Linked DNA regions of Sus scrofa: region 1 is linked to region 2. Evidence: chromatin contacts called from public HiChIP or PLAC-seq data. All regions are on one chromosome and are shown on one strand. Each heading gives the region's core, a stretch centred on a gene start, on an enhancer-like site or on the middle of the called end of the contact. The rest is flanking DNA. Distances are from core to core; before and after follow the strand shown.

Region 1 (5,491 bases), core at 1,469-3,968, 510 kb before region 2:
GCAGGGGTCGTGGGGGCCCCTCAGCCATCTGGCCCCCAGTCCTTTAGTCTTAGCACCAAGCCCCCCCCACCCCAAAAAAAGACTCACCAGCTCTGGGGGAAACAACTGAACAGAAATAGGGTTTCCTCTCCCCTTCTTCTCTTCACCCCCAGGCTCTGGGCCACACGAAGGGCAGCTCCACTTCACCTACCCAAGGAGAAGGGCGCGCACAGGGCTTCCCTGAGGGTCAGGCCTCTCTGTCTCCGTTTTCTCTGTTCACCACTATCTTGGGGGTTCACAGCTCTGACTTCCAGCTCTGTGCTGTCATATCCTCCCATCTTTCCTCTCTAGATCCAAGGGTCGCCCCTCCCCATCCACCTGGTTCCTGGTCCGACTTCTCCAAGCGGTCCCTCCCCTGCCCTCTGGCTGCCGACTTGCTGCCCTTCCCTCGCCTTCCCCCCCTCACCCTGAGCCCCTCCCGTCCGCACAGCCCGGTGAACTTTTGCAGCTTCCGTCTCCGGCTTCTCCTCACCATCCTGACTGCCCCCTCCCTGCTCCTGCCCTCATCTCTCCGGGCCCCTTGGCCCCTCGTACTCTGCTCCCTGGCCCCCGTCCCTGCTGCCTTTCCCACACCATGTCCCCTGCCTGGGCTTGGGGGACCTCTGGGGCCCCTCTGCCTCCTAGGCCCCTCCCGCATGGAGTCTGGGGTAGACAAACCTCTCTGTGACCTCACCACCCAGCCACTGTGACCTATTTTCCCCAACCTTGCCCGGGATTTTCTCTTAGCTCCTTGGTTCAAGTGCAGTTCTAGCCACCCAGTGGCTTAGGGAATATGCATGTGACAGGAGAAATAAAGTCTGAACTACTGGTAGATGAGGCCTTTCAGGGAGTAGTGGGAAGTTTTTCCACTTGATGCCTTTTTAGCACTAATTCTGTAGAGAAACCCTGGTGAATTCTTCACATCTCAGCAGGCCAGAGCCTCCACGGGATCTTTACCTCAAAGATATAAACTCAAATAAAAAAAAAAGTTTAAACTCAGTTTGACAGGTGAGGGGGAAGGTGACCCTGCTAACTAGAGCACCTATCTCATGAAAGCACACATGAGATGAAAGTGGGTACAACTGAGCTCATGCTTTCCAGCCTCATGAAACACATCCAAAGGCGGACAGTTTTCCAGGGACAATAACATGACTGCACATAGAAAGGGCAGCCTATTAGGTGGAAGGAAGGGACAGGTTTACTCTGAAAGCGTAGGATTTCTCCCAGAGTCTAAGGTGTTCACTTAGTCTTAGGGGACAGGTGGGGGACACGGATGAGAAACAGCAGGAGTGGGGCCTGTGTCTGTCCCTGTGGGGGCAGAGGATCTGCACCAGTCCAACCAAGGAATATCTGGATCTTCCCGGAACTCCAAGGAATCCAGGCCTGGACAACCAGCCCTCAGCTGCACAGTACTATAGACTCATTCGTTTACTCTGCTGGTGAACAGACTGTCAGCCAGCCAATCAAACTCCCTTATTCAGGGGGCCTAGTAAACAGCTAGTTTGGGACACCTGGGATGGAATTTTAATAACTCAATAAATGTTCTGGAATGTCAGCATCTGAGATGTGACTTATGGGAAAGAACCTTGAGCTATTTGTGGCTAGGTAGCTATTAACCAATTAAATGGACTATATTGGGTTCTTATGCCACTTAACAGGATGTTAAGACTCTCCGTGGACGGAGCAAGAATCGGTAACTTCCTCTTGTATTTGGGTCCCCTTTATCCACTCAGTTTCACTTCGGGAGACAAAGAAGAGGATGCGAACAGAAAAAAGCCCACTGCAAAAGTTGATGCAGGGGGAAGGAAGCCTGGCCTCTAGAACGAGCTGTCGATAACTTGCTGTTTGCTCTTGACAGCTCTTCCCTCTGTCTCACTTTCCTCGTTTGTGAAACGGCGGTCCTCTTCTAGATGAGGTCCCTTCTAGACTAAGCCCCCAGGTCTGATCATCACAATTTGCCCAGGCGTACTTCTTTGGGCAAGGGGGCAGATCGGGCGGTTATTTTCGAGGATCTCCTGGTCTCCCGTAACCCTCCCTCCAGGAGTTGAGCTGGGCATCCCCGGTCCCTGGGAAGCCGCCTGTCCGCCCAGCCTCCGGAGACTGTCTCCGGGCCTCGGCCTCTGCAGCTGATATGACATTCATGGTCCCTGCGGTTGCAACGACCCCCTGTTCACTGGCCTCAGATATCGTCTTGCCTCCAGCTCCCCCTATACCCACAATCTGCCTGCTGCCACCACAGCAGGCTCGCTCCCTAACATGTCCAGCTCGCACACGCTACTGCAGTCCCTCTACTCCTTCCAGCCTGCCCAACACGCAGCGCTCACATTCTTTACGTCGGTCTCAAAGTTCTAGCTCACCCGCCTCCTTCTTAGTGAAGGGACCGCCTTCTCGCCCATGCTATTGGTAGATAGAGCCGTCCCTCAGAGAAGAGGCCGGGTCAGGTTCCCTTTGGAGGATCTAATTGGCCTTCTCGACAGTCACTCGCCTGTGTATGGCTTGCGATTTGTCTTCGTTGGAAAAAGAGACGGCCTTGCTTTTCACCGCCTCTATCATTTCAAGTGGAGCGCCGGCGTCCCCGCCTCCTGACTGGACCTGATTGGACCATCTCCACCCCTAAGATTTGTGATTGGATGCGGCTGCGCGGGGTGGGCCGGCCTGGAACGTCGGCCGTTGGCGAGCGCTCCATTCTAGTCCCCCTCCCGTGTCTCGCCTCACTCCAGCGCCGGAGTCCCCACCCCCCCGGCGGGTTCTGATTAGCCACTTCCGACGCGTCCCGGGACAGCGATTGGCCCGCCGGGTCCTCGAGCCCGCTTCCTCCCCCTGGAAGCCACTACGGCGGCTCCGAGGAGGGGGAGGGGCAAGGAGGGACGGCCGGTCCCGTCAGTCAGGCAGCGGGAGCCGCCAGGAGCGGATGGCGGCGGTGGTAGCGGCCTCACTCGCCGCTGGGGGTGAGGAGGCGGCGGCCACAACCTCCGTCCCAGGATCTCCGGGTCTGCCCGGGAGCCGCAGTGCAGAGCGGGCTCTAGAGGAGGCCGTGGCCACCGGGACCCTGAACCTGTCTAACCGGCGTTTGAAGCACTTCCCCCGGGGCGCGGCCCGCAGCTACGACCTGTCAGACATCACCCAGGCTGGTGAGTGCACCCGGCCCAGGGCCCCGCGGGGACCCTCGTTTGCATAGCCCCGCCCCTCGTTTTTCCTGGAGCCAGGGAGCCTGGCCGGCTCCCTCACCTGGTGGTCCGAGTTCTGGATTCTGCTGTTTTGCATAAGTCAGCTGCCACCCCTTCCCCATTTTAAGAACTACTAGACAATGAACACTTTTCTCGTTTGCACGGAACGCCCAGGGTCCCCGGCCGAGCGTTGTGAGAGCGCCCCCACCTCCGTTTGTCTTTATTTGCGTATCTGCGCACCTGTAGAATGGTCCCGCCCCTCCCCTAGTTTGGCTTATTTGCGTGACCTCTTCAACCTCAATTCTGATCGTTCCCACGAGCCCCTCTAATGACTCATTTCTCTTTCTGCACTTCGCCTCCAACTCTTTCCCCTGTTCCACCAAGATAGGAGCAGCCCCAGGTTCCCTGCGGCTTCCCATGGATTTGCCCCTGATAGCCCCAAGTTTCTGTTTCCTTTGCTCGGACCCGGCTCTTCACCCAGGCAGCCTGTGGGAGAAAAGCAAATCTCCCACCTCCCGCCAACTCTTTTCTCCCTGAGCTCTTCCCATTATCCCTAATCCCTTTATCTGCAACTCCTCCTCCTTGCGTGTGTGAGATCACTGTGGAGCCTGTGATCTCATAGAGACCCTAGAATTCCCAGTACAGTTTCTGCTTTCCCTAGGGGAGGGGACTTGCAGTTGCTGAAAGGAAGGAAATCTTATCTCCCAGCGGGGAGTGCTGGGAAGCTAGAGACCGTCTAGCTGTCCTTCCCACTCCCCCTACCATAGGCTCTTAACAATCATGCGTCTTCCATCCTGGTGTCTGTTGACGGTAGGGTGTAGGGGACGCCACTGTAACAGGTGAGTCAGGCCTCAGCTGCTCAGGAGGCCACCGCTGACCTTGGGCTGGCAGCTGGGGTGGGTGGGGATTGAGAGAGGGGTGGAGGACTGCATTCCCAAAGCCCCACCCCATCCGAGCCCAGGGTAGGACTTGGGAGCTGGATGAGAGTGTCCCCCGGATGACCCTGCCCTGGGACTGCATTTCTCCCCAGCAGGTGCCTGATCACCTGCAAACACCCTGTAGGCACTGGCACGCTCTCCTCTTCCTCGCGAACATTCTGGAGAGAACCAGTTGAAACCACTCGGCTTGTCTCGGGTTGCTAGGTCAACTAACTTGCCCACTCCGCAGCGAGTGAGTTCAGGGAGCGGGTGAGCCCCAGGAGCCATTCCCGACCCTCCCAGTCTCCCCCAGCCGCCTAACCCCCAAGCTCCAGATTGACCTCAGCAGCTGTGGGACACTGGCCGTCTGTTCCCTTGCCCCTCCCCCTTGCTTGTTTTTTGACAAAGACCAAATGTTATTCTTTACTTCCTTAGGGCCCTGTCTGTGTGCGTGGACTCCTGGGGAAAACTACCCAGAACTCCAGGCCCTCCCAGCTCCTGCCCCCTCCGCTCTCCTCCCCCAGCATTCCGGCTCAGGGTGCAGCCGCCCCTCCTGTGAGCCAGCCTGTGCAGGGAGGCGGGAAAATCCCAGCTTCCTGGGAACCCCTCTGTGCCCTGCTCTCCACGCACGAGTCCTCAGGCCTTTCAGGGCCCAGGTTCTAGGCCAGGCGGGCCTTTCTGGTCCCCAGAACTCTCTCCTCTGGCCCCGCTCCCCAGGCAGGGTGCTTGTAGCTTGGGGTGGAAAGGGGAAGTGGCAGAAACCCAGTCCGTGGTGCCCATACCCTACTCCCCACATCCCCTCGCCCTTTATCCCTGACAGACTACAGGCTCCACCGCTCTGCTGCCCGAGTCATTTGGAACCCTCTCTTCCAGCTTTCTCAGCTCTTTCTGAACCAGCGTGTTCCTTGCATGCGTCCTGTGGCGCAGGTCCCCATGTCCCTTGGACTCGTGCCTGGGCCCTGATAGTAGGATGAATCTGAGGTGGGGGAAGGGCTGCCCTCACAAAAGAGAAGTGCAGCTCATTCTCTCACAGACCACATCCTGTGCCTCCTGTGCCCTGCCTCCTCCAGCCCGCTCCCTTCCGCCCTAGCTTTTGCCCACCTTACCCCCTCAGAACTTGCCCTCCACCCCCTTTATCCACAGGCACGTGCAGCGCACACCTCAGTGGATGCGGAGGAAGCGGGCAGGTGGAGGGGGGTGGGAGGACTGCACCTCATCCCTCTGCCCTCCCTCCCGGGAGCTGTCTTTTGTGACAGGACTTCTATCTGCGCACACCAGGCTTGGGAGCAGAGGCGGAGAGAAGGGTTCCTGGGGCATCAGGCTGTCATCCGCCCTGGGAACCACAGAGCCGACCAGAGACAGAACCTGACAGATTGTTTCTGCTTCATT
Region 2 (4,919 bases), core at 1,519-4,018:
TTGAACTTGTTCACGAACTGGTTCATGGTATTGCACGTTTTGGTGATGGTGCCTAGGTAGGCCATGAGTCCCACGTCATTGCATTGCTGCAAGGAAACAAAGAACCAGTTTCCCAGGGGCTCTGGCTCCAATGTCCTGCATGCAGAAATGGTGGCATGAGCCCCACCCTCCTGATCCTGGGCTTTATACTCACATCATAAAAGTCTGTCTTGAACTTATCAGTGCTGAGCACTGGGAGGCAGTGACACAGAGCATAAGCCTCCCGCAGGATCTCATGGTTAAAGGGGACCTCTCCTAAAGGCACAGCAAAGGGCTGCATTAATGTGATACTGTTGCTTCCCCAGGAAGGAGAGAAAAAGTGGTTCAAGTGTCAGGGGGACACCTGTCCTACCTGCTTCAGAGGCCTTGACATACTCCAAGATGAGCTTGACGCGGCTGTGCAGCATCTTGATGGCGCTGTGCTGCGCAATCAGGTGTTCCGCCACTACACAGGGTCAGGCCAAGGCTGAGAAGGCATGGGGCCAACACGTCCCACCCCCCGCTGCGAAGGAAACCCCTCCAGCCTGCATTACCAGTGGAGTTCTCTCCGCTGCCTGTTGCTGTCATTCGGGCCACATGATCTACACCAATGCGTTCAGCCTCCTCTGTGGCCAGGGTATAGGTCAGCTCAGCAAAAAGCATCGTGGCCTACAGGGCACAGAGAGAGAGTCAAAAGCAGGAAACACCGGGAGCAGGGTCTGAGAGTTGAAGGGTATGGCATTACCTCTCCATTGATGATATCTATAACAGACTCAAAGACGCTGACCGGAAGCTGTAAAGAGGAGATGGGCGAAGAGCTCTTAGTAACAGCACACGTACCTGAAGGGCCCCAAACCAGGCTTGGCCCTTTCGCATTCCGTTTTTCTATGTCCCCAAGTTACAAGTAGGAATTATCCCATTTTAGTACATGGGGGAAATGCAGTTTAGAGGTTAAATGACACCCAAAGTCTCAGCTGGTAAAGAGAAGGGAGAGTCAATTCAACAGAGGCGATACAGTAAAAAACAGGATGAGAATTAAAATCTGGGTAGGCATAGCAATGGACAAGCAGGACAAAGTAGCCACGGGCTCAGTATTACTCACATCTGTGTGCTTAGTCATAGGGTTCAACTTAAGAAACAAAGGGCTCTCAATTATCTCGCACACCTGGAAGAGGGGGCAGATGCACCTGAGTGCCAGGGCCCATTTTTCTCCCGCTCATCCTCTGTCCTCCGCCCCAACGTGCAAACGGAAGTGTGTATACCTGCTTATGGACGTGGATATCAGAGGGGTCAGGCGGTCCCCCTGTGGTATACCAACCCAGAAACTCCAGCTCCTTGAACACCTGTTTAACTGAGGAGGAAAGGGCCAGAGCACAGAGTATTTTTTTTTTTTTTTTAAATATCGCTTCTTTAATTTGAAGCTCCTGGTGGATTTTAACCAGCTTCTCCCCATCCCATCCCGGCTCAGTTTAGAGTAAGTCATCTCTTCTATCTTCTCCTTACTTTGTGGGAAGTAACCAAATATGTTCTTTTTTTTTTTTTTTTTTGGTCTTTTTTCCATTTCTAGGGCCGCTCCCGCAGCACATGGAGGTTCCCAGGCTAGGGGTCCAATTGGAGCTGTGTCCGTCGGCCTACACCACAGCCACAGCAATGCAGGATCCGAGCTGCACCTGCGACCTACACCACTGTTCATGGCAACACTGGATCCTTAACCCATTGAACAAGGCCAGGGATCGAACCCGCAACCTCATGGTTCCTAGTCGGATTCGTTAACCACTGAGCCACGACGGGAACTCCCAAATATGTTCTTTTTTAAAGATCTCTACAGCTACCTTCTCGTCACTTGGCCTCCATTCTGCTCATCTCCTGTTTATTTTTTTCCCCCCAACCCTCTCCACCTTCCCTATTCTGATTTTCTTTCTTTTTTTAACTCCCACTCCTCTCCCCCACCTCTATTCCCCTCTCACACTGCTCCTCCTTGGTGTAATAATATTCCTTGTCAATGATAATCTTCTCTTCCACGGTGTGGGACAGCAGCTCAAAGGAGTTCATCACCTCGATATTTCGGCCCTCCTGCTTCCCGATCAGAGCCCCAATCACTGGAGGAGAGGACACAAGAGGTGAGGGTAAAGAATCCTGAAACTTAGTTAAATCAGTATAGCCTGAGGGTCTGAGGTCAAGTGAACCCAGTACTAGGGAAACGGGTGGTTTGCGGCGGAAGAATTGGCTTCAGCAAAGGAAAGGGAAGGACCACCGTTTGGGGGAGATGACCAGGAAAAGAAGGCCAGAGAATTACGCCGAACACTCACCCTGCATAGGCCGCCCCTCCTGGGAGCGCATGCGAATCCAATGGTCTGAGATGTTGAGAATGACGAGGGGGTGAAGGGCGACTGAAACACTGCCAGTCACTCCGGAGGCCATCACGCTGGGGACGACTAAGCAGTTGGAAGAGAGGGTGAGAGTCCGGGTCCCACGTTCCCCCCGGGAGATGGGAGGGGAAGCCAGCAGAGCCGGGCCATACATCCCTCCCGCAAGTTATCCCAGGGAACGCGCCGCTGACCCGCCCTCCCGACTTCCCCGGGAGTCCAGGAAGGCCTTGACGCGCCCCAAGGGCGTCTCCAGAAGCCGCTCCCTCCCGGTCGGTTACCTGCTGCATCCACCTCCATCCCGCTGCTCCCTCCGGTCCCGTTCGCCGCAGCCGCCGCCGCCATTTCCCCCGCGCCCGCCAGTGTCGGCCCCGCCCCCTCCCTGCCGGCTTCCGTAGGCAGCAGCGCATGCTCAGTGCGGCCGTGGCGCGCGCCTGCCCAGACCCGCGCAGGCAGCCCTGGGTCGGGGAGAGCCGGCAGGTCTTAGTAGCCCTCTCGCCTGCCTCTGACCTTGAACAACTTACTTAACCGCACCCTGATCGTCCTAAAGTATACTGGGATTAGACTGCCTACTTTGTAAGGCTGCTGCAGCATGAATGAAACTTCATGTTGTTGCCCTCAGAGTAAAAGCCACACTCCTAACCACCTGCAAGACCCTGTAAGATCAGACCCCTGCCCGCCAGCCAGCCCTGGCCTCTGCTTTTCTGCCCTTTGATCGCCGTGCTTCAGCCACATTGGCTCTCGTGTCTGTTCCTTGCACACGTCTCACTCATCCCCACCGAAGGGCGTTCTGTCGCCTTTATCACTGTAACACGTGATCAAAACTACCTGACATATGGGCACCTAAATGATTTCTTTTTCGGGCCGCATTCACAGCATGCAGGAGTACTCGCACCAGGGACGGAACTCACGCCACAGCTGTAATCAGAGCCACAAAAGTTCAAATCCCGCTGAGCCACAGGGGAACTCCATAAATGATTTTTGAGTGAATGAATGGTTTGCCAGTGGAGCCTGGTCCTGAGTGCCTTGGTCTACACATCCTTTCTTTCCTCCTTCCACCTCATTACCTACAGCACTGAGAACATCCCTGGCATTTTCTAACCCCTCCCAACTTCCCTCTACCCTCCGTCTCCGTTAGTCTTTCAAAACTCACTTCTGGGAGTTCCCGTTGTGGTCAGCAGGTTAAGAACCCAACTAGTATCAATGAGGATGTGGGTTCGATACCTGGACTTGCTCAGTGGGTTAAGGATACAACGTTGCCACAAGCTGCAACAGAGGTCACGGATTGGGCTCAGATCTGACATTGGCTGTGGCATAGGCCAGCAGCTGCAGCTCGGATTCGACCCCTTGCTTGGGAACTTCCATATGCCAAGGGTGCGGCCCTAAAAAGAAAAAACAAAAAACCACCTCCGGCAAACCTAGCCCACTCCAGCCCTCTCCCCACCCCTACACCCGAGCAAGTTGTGTACACTGCCTTTACCCTGTCTTGTCGCCCCTACAATTTGGCTGGTTCTTTAGGTGTGTCTGTAACACACCCAAGTGTTAGCTCCTAAAAAGCAGGTAGAGACCTGTACCTTTACCTGCGGAGCCTACTCTGCTGCCCAGAGATGTTTTCTGGTGATAATAGTGACTGGTGCGAATTAAGCTATCTCTCCATTTAAGAGCCTGCATAAAGGGAAATTAAACGACCAGCAACTCTCAAAGTAAAGGCCTGAGAAATCCTGCAGGGAGGGAGATCTCCTGGCCAAAGGGAAGTTAAGAAAGCGTTCCTCTCCAAAGCAACAAGCAAACACAAAAAACAAAGGAAAGAATAAAGAAAGAGGAGCTCTCATTCTAATCCCCAACGAGTGAAAAAACTCCCAGGCAACTGAGAGGGTTATGGAAGAACCTCACTTCTCTATATACGGCTCACTTCTCTTAGGAAAAATAAGGTCAGAAATATGTGTCTCTTTTAAATAATAGGCAGCTGCTAAGGAGTGTAATGCTTCTCAGCCAGATTTGAAGGCTAAAAAAAGAATTACGCTGGTGTTAAAGTTGATCGTCTGTGTTGCTGTTTCAATTGTTAAAGAATTCCTTCGCTTTTGAAACATTTTTCAGATAACAACCCATAAAACAGTGGTTACTGTGAAATTTAAAGATAACGCTGAAATTGAATCAGTGGTTTATACATGCATGAAAACTACCACCAAAACCTCAGGTTGGGAGTTCCCTGATGGCCTAGCAGCTGATGATCCAGGGTTGTCACTGCTGTGGCCATCCCTGGCCCAGGAACCTCTGCATGCCATGGGCGTGGCTAAAACAACAAAACAAAACCTTCCGGTTGAAATGATGGAATTCAAGCAGCTATCCCACTGTTCTTTTTTTTCCTTCCAACAAAACTAAACACAATACATCACTCTGTTGTTTTGTTCAATTTTCCTTCCAGAGGGTGGAGGTGACTGGGCTGATGGGGCATAGAGCAGAGGGTCTGCTCAGAGAACCTGCAAAGAAGATACTGCATGGGGACTGTACTGCACATACGAGAGCTGCTGAAAG

Evidence for each region. HiChIP or PLAC-seq counts read pairs in DNA pulled down with a chosen protein or histone mark.
Region 1: a contact with region 2 is called in an H3K27ac HiChIP or PLAC-seq map of skeletal muscle, with 6 times the contacts expected there. The contact joins the promoter of FBXO24 here to the promoter of COPS6 in region 2. A contact is called at or near these places in 2 of 2 datasets of contacts at active chromatin or transcription factors (alveolar macrophages and skeletal muscle).

The regions. Positions count from the first base shown.
Region 1 is chr3:8,508,653-8,514,143 of Sscrofa11.1, reverse strand. FBXO24 (F-box only protein 24) reads right to left here and starts at 2,718. Exons shown (of 20, transcript XM_021086233.1): 1 at 586-2,718; 2 at 446-583; 3 at 88-186. The coding sequence starts at 615. It overlaps LRCH4 (leucine-rich repeat and calponin homology domain-containing protein 4), which reads left to right and starts at 2,802. Exons shown (of 23, transcript XR_002342282.1): 1 at 2,802-3,149.
Region 2 is chr3:8,000,551-8,005,469 of Sscrofa11.1, reverse strand. It overlaps COPS6 (COP9 constitutive photomorphogenic homolog subunit 6 (Arabidopsis)), which reads right to left and starts at 2,768. Exons shown (of 10, transcript NM_001105299.1): 1 at 2,666-2,768; 2 at 2,328-2,453; 3 at 1,986-2,117; 4 at 1,281-1,369; 5 at 1,121-1,183; 6 at 764-811; 7 at 573-687; 8 at 392-484; 9 at 194-294; 10 at 1-86. The coding sequence starts at 2,729.